Linked DNA regions of Sus scrofa: regions 2, 3, 4 and 5 are each linked to region 1. A link is a contact called in public Hi-C and promoter capture Hi-C data. All regions are on one chromosome and are shown on one strand. Each heading gives the region's core, a stretch centred on a gene start, on an enhancer-like site or on the middle of the called end of the contact. The rest is flanking DNA. Distances are from core to core; before and after follow the strand shown. Region 1 holds the start of U2AF2 (U2 small nuclear RNA auxiliary factor 2). Region 2 holds the start of PPP1R12C (protein phosphatase 1 regulatory subunit 12C). Region 3 holds the start of TNNI3 (troponin I3, cardiac type). Region 4 holds the start of PPP6R1 (serine/threonine-protein phosphatase 6 regulatory subunit 1). Region 5 holds the start of KMT5C (histone-lysine N-methyltransferase KMT5C).

Region 1 (2,641 bases), core at 78-2,577:
TAGCAAAGCACTATCAGTACTGCCATCACCATTGACTCCAGAAACCGGTAATAAAGACACATACCTATTTAACAGCCACTACACACAAGAAAAGGATTAAAAAAAAAAAAAAAAAGCATAGACGTGTTAAAGTTCCACAACTACTTAGCAACAAAGCAGGTACTAGAAGCCAAGTCTCCTCCCCTCCAAAGCCTGTGCTGTGAAGCGTTACAACGTGTACAGACACCCCGTGGGCACTCCGAAACCCGACTTCGTCTTCCCCAGGCGCTGTCTCCTCCTAAACCAGCCACCTGCTCCCAACTGCAGACTGGGCTGAAAGGGGAACCCCAGCGCCCCCCGCCCCCTGTGCAGTCCTCTGACCACAAGGAGCTTAGGCCTCGCGCTCGCCACCTCCTCCAGGCCTAAGTTTGTTCTAACATTCGTGGGGTGTCCAAACTAGTCGGCACTAGCTCGGCCTCCTACTTGGACTCCGCATCACCGGAGGGACTTTGCCTCCCATCCTCCCAACTGAGCTAAGTCTCCCTACTCGCTCCGAGCCTGTCTCTTTATCGCCACGTTGAAAAGGCGGACACACGCGGCGCCCGGAGGGTGGGCTCGTACAGAACAGGGGACCTGTCTAACTGAGGAGATATGGGGGGCAGACACGCCACACTGTGCCTGGCGCGACGGCGCGAGGGAGAACCGCGTGCGGGAGGAACACTGAAAACGCACAGTGCGGACCTCTCCCAGGAGACACCGCATCACCCACGTTAGGCTGGAAGGGACCCCGGCGACTAGCCCCCAGGAAAGGCGCGAAGGGCGGCGGTGCGAGAAGGGCCCACACCGCGGCCCTGCATGCGCCCACGTGAAGGGGGGCTCCAACCGCCATTTTGGAACAAAGGGGGCGTGGAGACACCGGCCGCGGGCCCGGCCGGAAGCGGAAGTGCGAGGGCATCGGGAGAAAAGGAGGGGTTGCGGGACCCAATCTACATAATCTCCTTTCCAAATTAAAAAAATAGAAAATAAGTCCGCAACGGACTCCCGACAGCCTGCGGCGCCCGCGCCACCCGCGCCGGGGGCCACGTGGGGCGCGGAACCGAACGCGGCGCGCATGCGCCCGCCGCCCCCTCCCCTCCCGCGCGGCGGCACGCCGGGCGGTCACGTGAGTAAGGCGCGCACCGCGGGGTGGGGGGGCGCCGTGCGGGCCTAAGGGGGGGAAGCGAGGGGGAAAATGGCGGGGGACACAGGGGGAAGCCGAGAGCCGCCCCGCCCGCCGCCCCGCACCCCCGGCGCCCTCACCTTGCTTATTCTCGTTGAGCTGCCGCTCGAACTCGTCGAAGTCCGACATGCTGAGGCGGCCGCGTAGGGCCCTGTGTAGCTCTCGCCTCGCCTTGCCGCGCGCCCGATCCGGCCGCTTCGGCTACTTCCGCCGCTTGCTTCGGCTACTTCCGGCCGCCGCCGGCGTTCCACCGCCTCCTACCTAATCAAGCCCCTGCCGCCCGCCCAGCCCCGCCCCGGCTCCGCCCCTCTCCCCGCCGGCCCGCCCACGAGGCGCACCTCCCCCCAGGGCCTGGCTCCGAAACGCGTCGGCTATTTCCGGACCGTGGAGGAGCGAAGGGAGAGGCGACTTCGGCTGCTTCCGAAAACACCCGAAGCGAGGGTTTCGCAGGCTTCTCAGGTTTTCGTAACTTTTCGGATAGTAGCTCTTCAACGTTCGGATGTTTCCGTAGGTCCTCGCATTCCTAGCACCCAGACTCCCCACTTAGAATTCAGCTTCTTCCAAGAACTCAAACCGTCCGTCTTTGGCTGCTTCCACGGATTCTACCCTCTCTTTCCCAACGGCCCTGTCCAAGCAATCGGCCACTTCCGACAATCCTAACCGTCCCGGATTTCGGCACTTTCCGAAGGTCTCTGGCGCTCCCCCTCGGGCCCAACCAGAGATTAAACCCGTTTCCAAACTTCGGCTCTTTCCGGAGATTCCAAGAGCAACCTCCTCCCCCTTTCGGAGAACTTCGGCTCCTTCCGCCACCGCCTGGGGAAGGACTCACAGCAGACACCTTCGGCTTTTTCCGTGGGCGCTTCGGCTCCTTCCGGCTCCGGGAACCAAAAAGGGAGGGAGGACAGAGGCGAGGTGGGTCAGGGGAAAGGAAAAGAAGAGGCAGGGTCTCGGCTCTCAGCACCCGGCTCTCCCTGTGGGGCGATGGGAGGAAAAGAAGGACCGATGTTGAGAAGCGCCTAAGAAGGTTTCGCGAGACAAAAGCAGCCAGCGGAGTGAAGAGTGCGCGCGGCTGCTGCGGAGGTTGCCAGCGCGGCTTTGTGCGCATGCGCAAAGTGGAAGGGGCGAGCGCGAGAGAGCCTCTGCGCCTGCGTAGAGATCGGTCTGAACCGAGACCTCTCACTGTTCGGAGAGGGGGGGCGGGTCGTCGGGGCCACAGCCCGAGCGCGCGTGCGCGAGATTTCCTTCCTCCAGGGAAGGGACTACATTCCCGACCGTTGAGCAAGGCCGCCCCCTTGCGGTTGCCGTGGCAACCACACAAGCGAGCGTTCCCCCCCCCAACCGCGCCGACGCTGCTAGCCACGCAGCGGGCACTTCCGGGAGACAGAGAATCTCGCTTTACCGCCTCCTGGAGGCAGTCTCTGTTCAGAGCTCCCCGCTCCCCTC
Region 2 (2,641 bases), core at 39-2,538, 430 kb after region 1:
TCAGGTGCAAGGTACTTAAGACGGGGATAGTTTTCTTTTTTCTTTTTTCTTTTCCTTTTGCTCTTTAGGTCCCCACCTTCAGCATATGTAAGTTCCCAGGCTAGGGGTTGAATGGGAGCTGCTGGCCTACCCCACAGCCATAACAACTCAGGGTCCGAGCTGCGTCTGCGACCTGCACCACAGCTCACGGCAACGCCGGATCCTCAATCCACTGAGCAAGGCCTGGAATCGAACACGCAAGCTAAGGTTCATTTCTTGCTTTATGGTGCTACGTACTAGCCCGCCACATCAACTAGAACGCCTCATCTGGACTACAAATCCCAGCATTGCTTGCGAGGATATAGAGCCCGGCCTACACTTCCCAGCGTGCTCCACGCCTCAGGGTGATTGCAATGGCAGAGAGGGCCAGTTTAAGGCTCTGCGGGCATTTTCATTTGTGGATCCTACCTCGCAGGTTCCCTTCCCGATGTGATCCAGGGGTTACTCGGGGACTCTGGACTTATCTTGCCCTCGAATCTTATTTCTTGGGGTGTTTGGGGGCTCTGCCTAGGACTACATTTCCCAGCGCGACCAGCGGCCCATTGTCATGACCTTTGTACCGCATACATAATTTCCCAGCATGCCCTGGGCGGTCACCCAGGAAGGCTTGCAATTTTCTTGATGATCCAAGGGTTGCGGACTCAATTTCCCATAGTATCCTGGTGTTTCCCACGACCTAGAGAATCCGTTCTCTCATTCATTCATTCATTCAAAAAACTATTTCCGATCGCGTTCTACTAGGTACTGGGAACAAGGAAAGCACACAACACAAAAATCCCGGTCTTCCTGGGGCTTATTTCTTGTTGAAGGGCGCGACAAACCCAAAGTAAATAAAGTACATGACATGAAAAAGGGGAAAACGGAAAACTTCTGTACTTTTCGGGTTGTCGAGTCCATTTCCTAGTAGGTCCCCGGGGGCCAGCCCTTCGTCACCTGGATGCTGCGAACGGCATTTCCTGCATGCCCTGGGGCCGACCTCCCGCCTGTAGACTCCACTTCCCAGCACGCCAATCAGATTTCCTTTTGACACCGCGGAGCTGCGAATTTCCCAGTGTGCCTCGGGGCGGGACTATTGCAGAGATCCATTTCCGTTTATGGACTCCACTTCCCAGAGTTCCCCGCGGTCCGCCCTCAGGCGGTTGCCGGTTGCCTCTCCAGCCTGTGGACTCCATTTCCCAGCGGGCCCCGAGTCGGCGTGGTGACGTCACGTGCCGGGCGGGGACCGGTAGATCCTCTGGCGGCGCGGGGCGGGACGCAATTCCCGGCGGCCCGGAGGAGGGCGGGCGTCGGCGACGCCTCGGAGCTGGTCGCTCGCTCGCTCGCTCGCTCGCTTCTTACCTGGCGGGCGAGCGGGCGGCGCGATGTCGGGCGAGGATGGCCCAGGGGCGGGCCCGGGGGCGGCGGCGGCGGCAGCCCGTGAGCGGCGGCGGGAGCAGTTGCGGCAGTGGGGGGCGCGGGCAGGCGCCGAGCCGGGCCCCGGGGAACGGCGCGCCCGTACCGTGCGCTTCGAGCGCGCCGCCGAGTTTCTGGCGGCCTGCGCGGGTGGCGACCTGGACGAGGCGCGCTTGATGCTGCGCGCGGCCGACCCCGACCCTGACGCCGAGCTGGACCCCTCCGCCCCGCCGCCAGCCCGCGCCGTGCTCGACTCCACCAACGCCGACGGCATCAGCGCCCTGCACCAGGTCAGCGCCCCCGCCCGGGCTCCGATCCGCCCTGGGTCTGCGCTGCCTCGAGCACCCTCCCTCCCAGTCCAGAGTCACCCTTGCCAGTCGTGGTCTGCACCGTCGATGCTGCCCCGGTCCTTTATCATCCCGTGCTGAGTCCTTTTCCCATCCCACCCACCTGGAGCTCCCCTCTTCCAGTCCTGAGCCACTTGAACTGGCCTGGTTTTTGCCATCCTGCGCTGCCCTCTCTCCGGACTCGAGCCACTGCTGAGGGCCTCAGGCCAGTCCATCCTCGTCTTGTCTCTTTCGCCCTGCTCTTTCCCCACCTTGAGCGCTCTTAACCAGCCTGGCCCGTGCCACCTCTACTCTGCCATCGAATGCTGCCCCACTTTCTCGAGTCCGCCACTTCTCCCAGCTTCACCGGTACCCACTGTTTCCCCTAGTCCAGGCAGGTACCACTTTCCCTGAGCGTCCTCCTCCTCTCTTCTGGGCCTGTGCTGCTTCTTTTCCCGCTCTCTGGCCTGGGCCGTTTCTTCGGCCAGCCCCCGAGCCTTCCATGCCCTTTCCTTCAGGTTTCTGCTCTTCATCCTTGGTCTCTGCCATCTGTTGCCATGTAAGGGTGCTCTTTCCTGAGCCATCGCCCTCAAGGCGCTCTGCTCCTCAAGTGGATGCTTCCCTCGCCTGGCTCACCTCCTGCTCTCTCTCCTGCCCCCTTCACCTGCGTGCCCTCCTCATTCTCCCTCTGTGCCACCTCTGGCCTTGCACTGTAGGCTCTCTCTTGGGGATGTTTCTCTTTCTCCACACACTTCTCTTTCACTCTGTCCTCTTGCTTTGTGTGGGCCTGCAGCGTTACCCTTTTTTCTGGGCACACTCAGAGCACCCTCCTCTTTCTGGTTCTGGGCCACCTGTCTGTCCTCGGGTCATCTTGCTCTCTCTGC
Region 3 (2,641 bases), core at 64-2,563, 400 kb after region 1:
TGACCCAACCCCTTGAAGGTCGGACCCCGCCCCCTGAGCCCTTCTAGCTGCCTTCAGCGTCTCAGGTTTCACTCCAGGAGGTTTTGGCTCTGCCCGCAGGGAGTCAGACCTCCCAAACCCGACAGTCTGACCAGACCCCCAGAGACCAAGTCCCCTACCTCTAACTTCTGAAGTCAGGTCCTAGAATTTGAACCCACCTCTAAAATACTCTCTGCTCCCAACTCAGCCCCAGAGGTGTCGCTAGAATTTCAGATTCCATTCCTGGGATTCTATATTTATTTACTCCTAGAATCTAGACTGTTCTCTGAGTTCTACATTCCACTCTCGAGACCCTGAACAACGCAGCCTGCAGGTCTGGCCCTGGGGTTCAGACCCTCTGCGTGGTCCCCTCGTCCTCCGGCGTCCCATTCCTAACTGTGGGGTAGGGGTGTCCCCTCCTCTGGAGCTGGTCAGGCCCTGCGTGGACCAAGTAAAGAGAGCCAGGGTCTCTTTTCCCTGTGTCCGTGTGTCTTTCCTGCCTTCAATCTGTCTCCAGGAGGTCCCATCACGGCTCAGTGGAAACAAATCTGACGAGCATCCATGAGGACGCAGGTTCCATCCCTGGCCTTGCTCAGTGGGTGAAGGATCTGGCGTTGCCATGAGCTGTGGTGTAGGTCACAGACGCGGCTGGGATCTGACATTGCTGTGGCTGTGGTGTAGGCCGGCGGCTACACCCCGGATTCCACACCTGGTCTGGGAACCCCCATATGACCCGGATATGGCCTTAAAAAAAAAAAATCTGTCTCCAGGGCTAGGAAAGGGGAGGGACAGGAGTGGTCAAGAGAGGAAACCAAGACCAGATTTCTGGGTTTCCTAGTGGCGTGTACTGCCTGCCGAGAGTCTGGGCACACCACATCTAGAACCTCAAATAAATCAGAAAATACATTGACGGCCTAACAGGTTTAGGGCACTGCAACTGTCCATAACATGATGAGAAAGACAAAGTACCAGCCCTTAGGGAGATAGCAATTTAGTTGGGGAGGGTGGGGGCTGAATTCCTGGATCTGAGAGAGCAGGGGGTTGGGGGCCTGGACTCCTAGGTGGGAGGAAGGAGGGGCTGGATTCCCAGGCCCCGGAGGTGGAAGGGTGATCCAGCTGGAGCCGGGCCCGCCCCACCCCTCACGCGCCCCGTTATCTCTAGTGCTGGGCAGGGGAGGAGGGGGCAGCAATATATTTAGTCTCTGTCCTCGCCCTTCTCCTCTGTGTCCTCTGTGAGGCTCGAGGAGAACAGACAAGACAGAAGTCCCAGGGGCCTTCAAGGTCACTCCGGACACTCCCTCACTGACCCTCCAAGAGTCCCCTGCCCGCTTCTCTGCCTCCTGGCGGGAGACAGCATGGCAGACCGGTGAGTGAAAATGGGTCGCCTGGACTCCTGAGACCGGAGGCAGCGGCGGGTCGGGGAGATATCTCCCTGGTTCCTATGAGGCAGGACTCCCCGCCAGAGCAGGGAGGTAGGGACCGGACCCCTGGGTGTCGGAATGAGGCTACGAGTTTGGGAATCCGACCCCTAGGCACCGAGAAGGCGGAGCTGGTGGGTGGGACTCTGGGTCAGAGAGGTCTCTGGGCTCCCTTAGGACGAGGACTGACAGGACACAGACCACCATTAACCCCCTTCCCTGGTTTCTCTCCCTCCAGGAGCGGCGATGCGGTGAGAGCTGGATTGGGCTGGACTCGCACGGCGGGGGAGGGCGCTGCGGGGAGGACTCTGGGGCTAGAGGCTGCGACCCTGCGGCGGGACCGCACAGAGAAGGGCTGTGTGGGTGGGTGGGGGTCCCTCCGGTGACCCAGCTCCGTTTCCCCAACCCCAGGCGGGGGACTCGCGCCCCGCGCCGGCCCCGGTGCGACGCCGGTCCTCCGCCAACTACCGCGCCTACGCCACCGAGCCGCACGCCAAGGTGAGATCGGGGCCAGCGCGGTGGGCAGGGCTTGGGTAGGCTTCACAGAGCCCGGATTCCAGCCTTAGTTTACCTGCACCTGGGGGAGGAGAGGCGGAGCCAGGGCCTAGACCTGATCTTGGTCTTGGGCGGAGCCCAAGCGGATGAAGGGCCTCAGGGGCGGAGTTTAGTAGGGATCCTGGCTCTTTTCGGGGAGAGCTGCCTATGGGTGGAGTCCCGTTGCCCTTGGGAAAAGCGAATGCTTTAGGGACGGTGGGCGGTGCCTATCCAGAGACAGAAGCTCGGATTGGTGGAAGGAAACGAGGGGCGGGGCCTCCCTTAGATGGAAGGCTGGAGTTGGAGGCGGGCCTAAATCCGGACCTAGCTCGAGGGGGCGGGTCCACCTCTGGATTCCCCTCCCTCATCCTTTGTTGCTCCCTCTCACCCCGGCAGAAAAAGTCTAAGATCTCCGCCTCGAGAAAACTGCAGCTGAAGGTGCGGACGGGCCTGGAGAAGGCGTCTAGGTGTCTTCTGGGGGCGGAGCTTGAAGGATGGGGTGGGGCTTCGGATGAGCAAGTGGGCGGGGCCTGGAAAGTTTTGCGGAGGGGACGCCCTCCGAGGGCGGGGTGAGGCCTTGGAATGGTGGACCTCAACATTGAGGGGACTGGTCTCTGGAAGCCGGCCTGGAATTACGGGACGGGGCCGGGGGGTGGGGGTGGCTGTTCCTC
Region 4 (2,641 bases), core at 94-2,593, 330 kb after region 1:
GCCCGGGACCCCCTCGGCCCTCCCTCCGGGTCGCTCCTCCCTCCGCCGCCCGCATCCTGGACCCCGTCGCGTCTCTGCCTCTCATCCTTGGGCTCGGGGACCAGGGGAGCCGCGCGCGGGGCTTGCCCGCCGCCCTGCTGTCTCCGGCTGTGAGGAGCCAGGAGCCGGTCTGGTGGGGGGTGGCCCCCCTCTCGGTCGCCCTCCTCTGAGATGACGCCTGCTGAGGGCAGGGCGGGGAGCGCCCGGTGCTGGGCACCGAGGCGGGGAGGGACCAGCCCCGGGCCCTGCCCAGGGGACCCCGAGGCAGAGCGGGGCAGTCGCAGGTGCTGGGGTGGCGATGGAGGTACCTCGGGCGTGCAGGGGGTTACATAGTGGAGGGACTGGTGAGACTGGCTGGGCGGGTGGCTTTTTCTGTCCGGGAGGACGAGTAGGAGTTGACAGGTGGAGCGTGGGAAGGAGGGCCTTCCGGGTGGCAGGAACTGCACGTGCAGATGCGGGCAGGGGGGACCCCAGGCGTGGCCTGCGGGGAGGGAGGGGCGGGCGCCTCGGTGGGGCCGCGGGTCCAGGCCCCTGCCCGCCGCCTGCTTAGGGGCCTGCTCGGTTGGGCCGGCCTTGACACGCCTGTGCCGAGGACAGACGTCGTGGGGGACCAGCCTGAAAGGCAGCGTGTTTCGGAGCAGGAGGACGTGTTGTCAGGGGTGGGCCGGGCCTCAGAGTTGCAGAGAAACTTGAGTGGGGTGTGAGGTGGTGCTGACGTCATGCCCCCCCCCCCGGGGGGGGTGGTTTTGCGGACTGAGCCTGGTGGAGGCAGCAGGATATTTTCCCGCCCCGCTCGGCAGGGCAGTGCCCATGCGGAGGCACCCTCTTCTCTGGCTTGGGTGTCATGTACGCCTGTGGCGTATTTATTTGCTCTCGCCACCGTGCGCGGCCCTGTGCTCCGAGTTGGGTGTTTTATTTTGCGTTTATGTCTGGGGTACTTCCTGTTCCTTTCCAGCCTGGGAGAGTCTGCTGATCTCCCAGCCCACCCATCCACCCGCCCATTTTTCAGGAGATTTTTCAGGATCCGTGGCTAAGCGACCTTAGCAGTCACTTTCTCCCCCTGCACTCCAGTTTGTTTTCATTAATTCAAGACGCGCGTGTCGCCGTGGCCCTGGCCTTGTACGCGGAGGTCCAGGGAAACGGGCATCTCGCTGCGGGAGGCAGGAGACGGGACAGGCAGGTCCCGTCCCAGGCTGCTCAGATGCCGTCACCACATGAGCGCGGAAGCTGTGGAAGTGTGGAGCAGGCCTCTGCCCAGTCAGGGCAGGCTTCCTGGAGGAAGTGGTGTCTGCGCTGAAGCCTGAAGGACCCAGAAGGAGCTAGCTAGTCAGGCTCGAAGAGCTGGAGGGAAGGCAGAGGGAGCGCCAAGCCAGGGCAGAGGTGAGGGCGCAGGCGAGCAGTCAGGTGTGGCAGCCGGGTTGAGCGCCATGCGGGTGGCCACGCGAGATGAGGTGAGAGAGGCCTGGCCGCTGTGGTGAAGATGAGAGGCCTTCCCCACGTCCCCGGGCGCCTGCTTGGCACTTGGGCAGGCTCAGTGCCTGGAGGGTGGGGACACACGCTCCTTTCCAGGAGGAACCGCGGGTTTCCCTTGGCGAGGTCTCGTGGCTCCTGGCACGGGCAGAGCCGTCTCGGCCTCAGTGATGGCGAGGCCCCCGGTCTGGGCCCACGAGGTTGCAGTTGGAGAGGCGAGATGGGAATTCCGGCCCGTCTGACTTCGGAGCACCTGGTGACACTTACTTACTCCACCCCTCTGTTTTCCAAGGGCTATTTCCAAATCTTTTGGTGGTTCTTTTCCTTTTCCCTTTGGAACCCGTGACTAGTCAGGGAGGTGGCCCTGCGTATGATCTTCCTGGTTGCTCCGCAGTCCTTGGCCAGGTGTCTCATTGTCTTCCGTGCCCAGGGTTGGACCAGAACTACCACCTCCCAAGGAGAGCATGGCCTGGAGCCAGAGCCGGAGGTTGTGCCCCGTCCCTCCCTCCCAGCTTTCCAGAGCCACCTGTGGCCTTGGCCAGGTTCCTCTCCTCTGGCCTCAGTGGCCCCTGCTTCCAGATGGGTGTCCCACCACTTACCTTGCAAGTGTCTGTTGGGTTCTGCATCCAGCACACACTTGGGTCCTGCCATCACCACGTCCCATTTCTAGAGTCAGAAGTCCCCCACCTCCTTTTCCCATTTGGCTGAGAGATGGTGGTGGATTTGAGGGAGTTGGGGGCGGTGGTTTTGCTGTCCTCTGACCTGCTGGGCCCTGCGAGGGGCTGGGGGCTGGCAGGCCGGCAGCGATGTCTTTCCCGGGGCTCACCTGACCCATGTCTCTTTAGGGCAGGCCTCTGGCAGCTGAGGGCAGCAGCATCACCAGGTCCCAGATAGTCTCTCCTAGTGTTGGAGCCTCTGCTGAGTCTCGGGGCATCTCGAGTGGCCGCCCCAAGGCCCTCCCAGAGGCCTTTGCACACTGACCTCCACTTCCGGGTGCCTGGGCCCAGGGCGGCAGCGGCAGCAGCAGCAGCAGTAGTGGGGGTGCTTGTGGGCACCGCCGTCGGGCCCTGCCTGAGCCCAGGCGGGGACTGGCAGGCTCCTGAGAAAGGCAGCTGGTGTTGGAGGCCAGAGA
Region 5 (2,641 bases), core at 64-2,563, 260 kb after region 1:
ATTCCGGGGGAGGGAGGGGCGCAGAGGACAAAGCGGGGGAGGGGGAGAGAGAAGGAACAGTATGGAGAAGCAGAAGAGGCCCATAAAAAAGGAGGAGAAAGACAGGGATTAGCCAAAGGCAACAAAACAAGCCTCCTAACCCCACTGCAGAGGGCCTGCGGGGGGGGGGGCCCACACCATGGTGCCTCGGAATGGGGGGTGGAAGACAGACTGGGAGCTAGAGCGGCTGGGAAAGGGGGTCGAGAAGACACGAAGGCTGGGGATAAAGAGGGGGTGCCGCGGGTGGGCGCTGGGACAGAAAGGAGGCTACAGAGGGGCATGTGGGGAAAGAGAAAAATGGACACTGTGGGGTGGGAGCTGGGGCAGAGTGACGGGCCAGCGTGCCTGCAGGAGGGACAGAGGCCTGCGGGATAGCTTGGGGATCCAGGGAGGACCCCAGAAAAGCCAGCAGGGTGACAAGGGGGCCAACGAAAGCAGAGAAGAACCTGCAGCTCCGGGGAAGAGTCCTGAGCAGGTCGAGGGGGGCGGCTAGGGGGTCCAGTACAGGGCTTGGAAAAGCAAACAGGGATGGGGAAGTCCTAGGGAGCCGGGGAGGAGCGTAGAACGGCCTTGAGGAAAGAGCCTGGGCTCCAAGGAAGGGCCTGGGTAGGCGGTGAGAGTGCAGGGGAAGGGCCTGAGGTCCAGAGGGAAACTGGGGGAAGCAGACAGGGGCCTGCGCAAGACGGCGGTGGGGGGGCTCCAGCGGCCTGGGTAGGCGGTGAGAGTGCAGGGGAAGGGCCTGAGGACCAGAGGGCAACTGGGGAAGCAGACAGGCTCCTGGGGAAGACTGGGGGCTCCAGGGAAGGACTTGGCTAGGCGGTGAGAGTGCAGGGGAAAAGCCTCAAGTCCAGGAAGGGGAGGAAGAGTCAGCGCAGAGGGCGAGCTGAGGGTCCAGGGAAGGGCCTGGAGCGCGAGAGCGGGGCCGGGGGAAGGCCCGGGGCTGCGGAGAGGGCCCCGGGTGAAGAAGCACGGGGAAGGGGCTAGGCGCAGCGAGCACCCTGAGGCTCGCCGAAGGGCGGGGAGACGTGGGCGCCTGGACACGAGGAAGGGCCGGGTGGGGCGGGGACAGTCGGGGCTAGGGACGACCCGAAGCCAAGGCAGCGCGGGGCGGGGGCCGAGAAGGGGCTCAGAGGTCGGGCCCCGCGCCGCCCCTCACCCGCTTCTCCTCCTCCTCCTCCTCTGGCGCCCGCGCCGCCGATGCCACCACCTCCCACTGCCTCTTCCAGCTCTCGTCAGACACGGTCGCCGCGCCTCCAGTCGGCCCCGCCGGGCCTGCCCCGCCACGGCCACCGTGTCCTCCCATTGGCCAAGGTGGCCGCCACTCTTCAGTTGCTACGAAGCTCGCGCCACTCCTATTGGCCAAGATCCGCTCTGGCCCTCCCCGCCCGCCCCCGGCAGTGCCCCTACAAAACCCCGCCACGCCCGCCTTGCCGTCAAGCGCCGCCAACTGCGTCCAGTGGACGCCACTGCTGTCCTTCATCTGCTACCATGGAGACGTATCCCCGCCCACAACCCGAAATCGACGCCCTCATTGGGCAAAAGCGCCGTCCCTCCCGGCAAAACTCCGGTTTGGGTCGGGTTATTCGGGTCCTAGGGGAAAGAGGGCGGGTTCCGCCGGCTTCAGAGCCCGCGTGTGATTGGCCGGCCTTGGAACGACTCGTCCTTCCATTGGTTCAGGTCTCCGCCCGTCACCTTAGAGTCGCGACCTGCCTATTCTCTTTCTCTGGTGAAGCCTTTCGCCACCGGAGGGAGAAAGCAGGGGCAGGCGGGAGGGGGGTGAATGCGCGCGCACCTCCGTCGCCACGCCGGGAGAGGACCCTGGTTGCCAAGGCGACAAAACTTTATTGACAGCCCTGCCGGATACAAAGGACTCTTCAATCTCTCTTCCTCCCTTTTGGACCCCAAATACCCTGTTTAATTTTGAGTATCCACATTAACACTCTGTGAGTGAACAGGTCAGAAAGAGGGCGATGGAGAGGTGGGGGTTTTGGAGGAAGCCCTGGCTCGTGGGGCGCTCCCATGGGGCACCCCCCTCCCCTAATTGGAATCACCCCCCTGCAGCAACCCTAGAGGCAAACATAATTAGCAATGCATCATAATTAAGCCCGGAATAATAAGTTCCACAGTTGGATCAGAAGGTCTTTGTTTTGCTGACTGCCATATATCCTGTGCGTTTGGAACAATGTGGGGCGCAGAGTAGGTACTTCGTGTATTTGTCCTGGAGTCAATCAATGTATGACGCTGGTTTCTGCGTCCCTTCGCTGTGTGACGTTGGAGAAATGGTTTGCCCTCTCTGGGCCTCAGGCTCACATCTATAAAACAAGAACCACACTGGTCCCTCTTTGAAGCGTCCAACTTAACACTCTCCTAAGTGTCCTTCATCCGTTCGTCCAGGCTCCCACCCTCTGTTCTTACTATTCCTTCTGCAACTGGGACGACTCCTGGAACTGAGACACCCCTAACCCAGACACCCCCTCCCATAAGGATGGCTACAGCTCCGGAGGAGAGAAGAAGCCTCACCCAGAGCAGGGGAGCCAGCAAGCTGAAAGGACCCTATAAAAAGCTCGGCTCTTCGGGAAAGTTCTATGTACCAGTATATCTG

The links. Promoter capture Hi-C pulls out the DNA fragments that hold promoters and counts their contacts. A called contact is a pair of places that touch in the nucleus more often than the background predicts.
Region 2: a contact with region 1 is called in a Hi-C map of skeletal muscle, with 6 times the contacts expected there. The contact joins the promoter of PPP1R12C here to the promoter of U2AF2 in region 1. A contact is called at or near these places in 2 of 5 promoter capture datasets (fetal liver and liver), 3 of 47 Hi-C or Micro-C datasets (heart right ventricle, liver and skeletal muscle) and 2 of 2 datasets of contacts at active chromatin or transcription factors (alveolar macrophages and skeletal muscle).
Region 3: a promoter capture Hi-C map of fetal skeletal muscle shows a contact between it and region 1, with 2.8 times the contacts expected there. The contact joins the promoter of TNNI3 here to the promoter of U2AF2 in region 1. A contact is called at or near these places in 1 of 5 promoter capture datasets (fetal skeletal muscle) and 1 of 47 Hi-C or Micro-C datasets (heart right ventricle).
Region 4: a contact with region 1 is called in a promoter capture Hi-C map of fetal liver, with 3 times the contacts expected there. The contact joins the promoter of PPP6R1 here to the promoter of U2AF2 in region 1. A contact is called at or near these places in 2 of 5 promoter capture datasets (fetal liver and liver) and 1 of 2 datasets of contacts at active chromatin or transcription factors (alveolar macrophages).
Region 5: a contact with region 1 is called in a Hi-C map of heart right ventricle, with 2.7 times the contacts expected there. The contact joins the promoter of KMT5C here to the promoter of U2AF2 in region 1. A contact is called at or near these places in 1 of 47 Hi-C or Micro-C datasets (heart right ventricle) and 1 of 2 datasets of contacts at active chromatin or transcription factors (alveolar macrophages).

The regions. Positions count from the first base shown.
Region 1 is chr6:59,772,876-59,775,516 of Sscrofa11.1, reverse strand. It overlaps U2AF2 (U2 small nuclear RNA auxiliary factor 2), which reads right to left and starts at 1,327. Exons shown (of 12, transcript NM_001315804.1): 1 at 1,279-1,327. The coding sequence starts at 1,327.
Region 2 is chr6:59,345,824-59,348,464 of Sscrofa11.1, reverse strand. It overlaps PPP1R12C (protein phosphatase 1 regulatory subunit 12C), which reads left to right and starts at 1,288. Exons shown (of 20, transcript XR_002344812.1): 1 at 1,288-1,721.
Region 3 is chr6:59,369,088-59,371,728 of Sscrofa11.1, reverse strand. It overlaps TNNI3 (troponin I3, cardiac type), which reads left to right and starts at 1,313. Exons shown (of 8, transcript NM_001098599.1): 1 at 1,313-1,384; 2 at 1,675-1,687; 3 at 1,848-1,934; 4 at 2,367-2,408. The coding sequence starts at 1,374.
Region 4 is chr6:59,446,394-59,449,034 of Sscrofa11.1, reverse strand. PPP6R1 (serine/threonine-protein phosphatase 6 regulatory subunit 1) reads left to right here and starts at 1,343. Exons shown (of 24, transcript XM_021094995.1): 1 at 1,343-1,490. The coding sequence starts at 1,467.
Region 5 is chr6:59,515,730-59,518,370 of Sscrofa11.1, reverse strand. It overlaps KMT5C (histone-lysine N-methyltransferase KMT5C), which reads right to left and starts at 1,313. Exons shown (of 9, transcript XM_021095006.1): 1 at 1,196-1,313.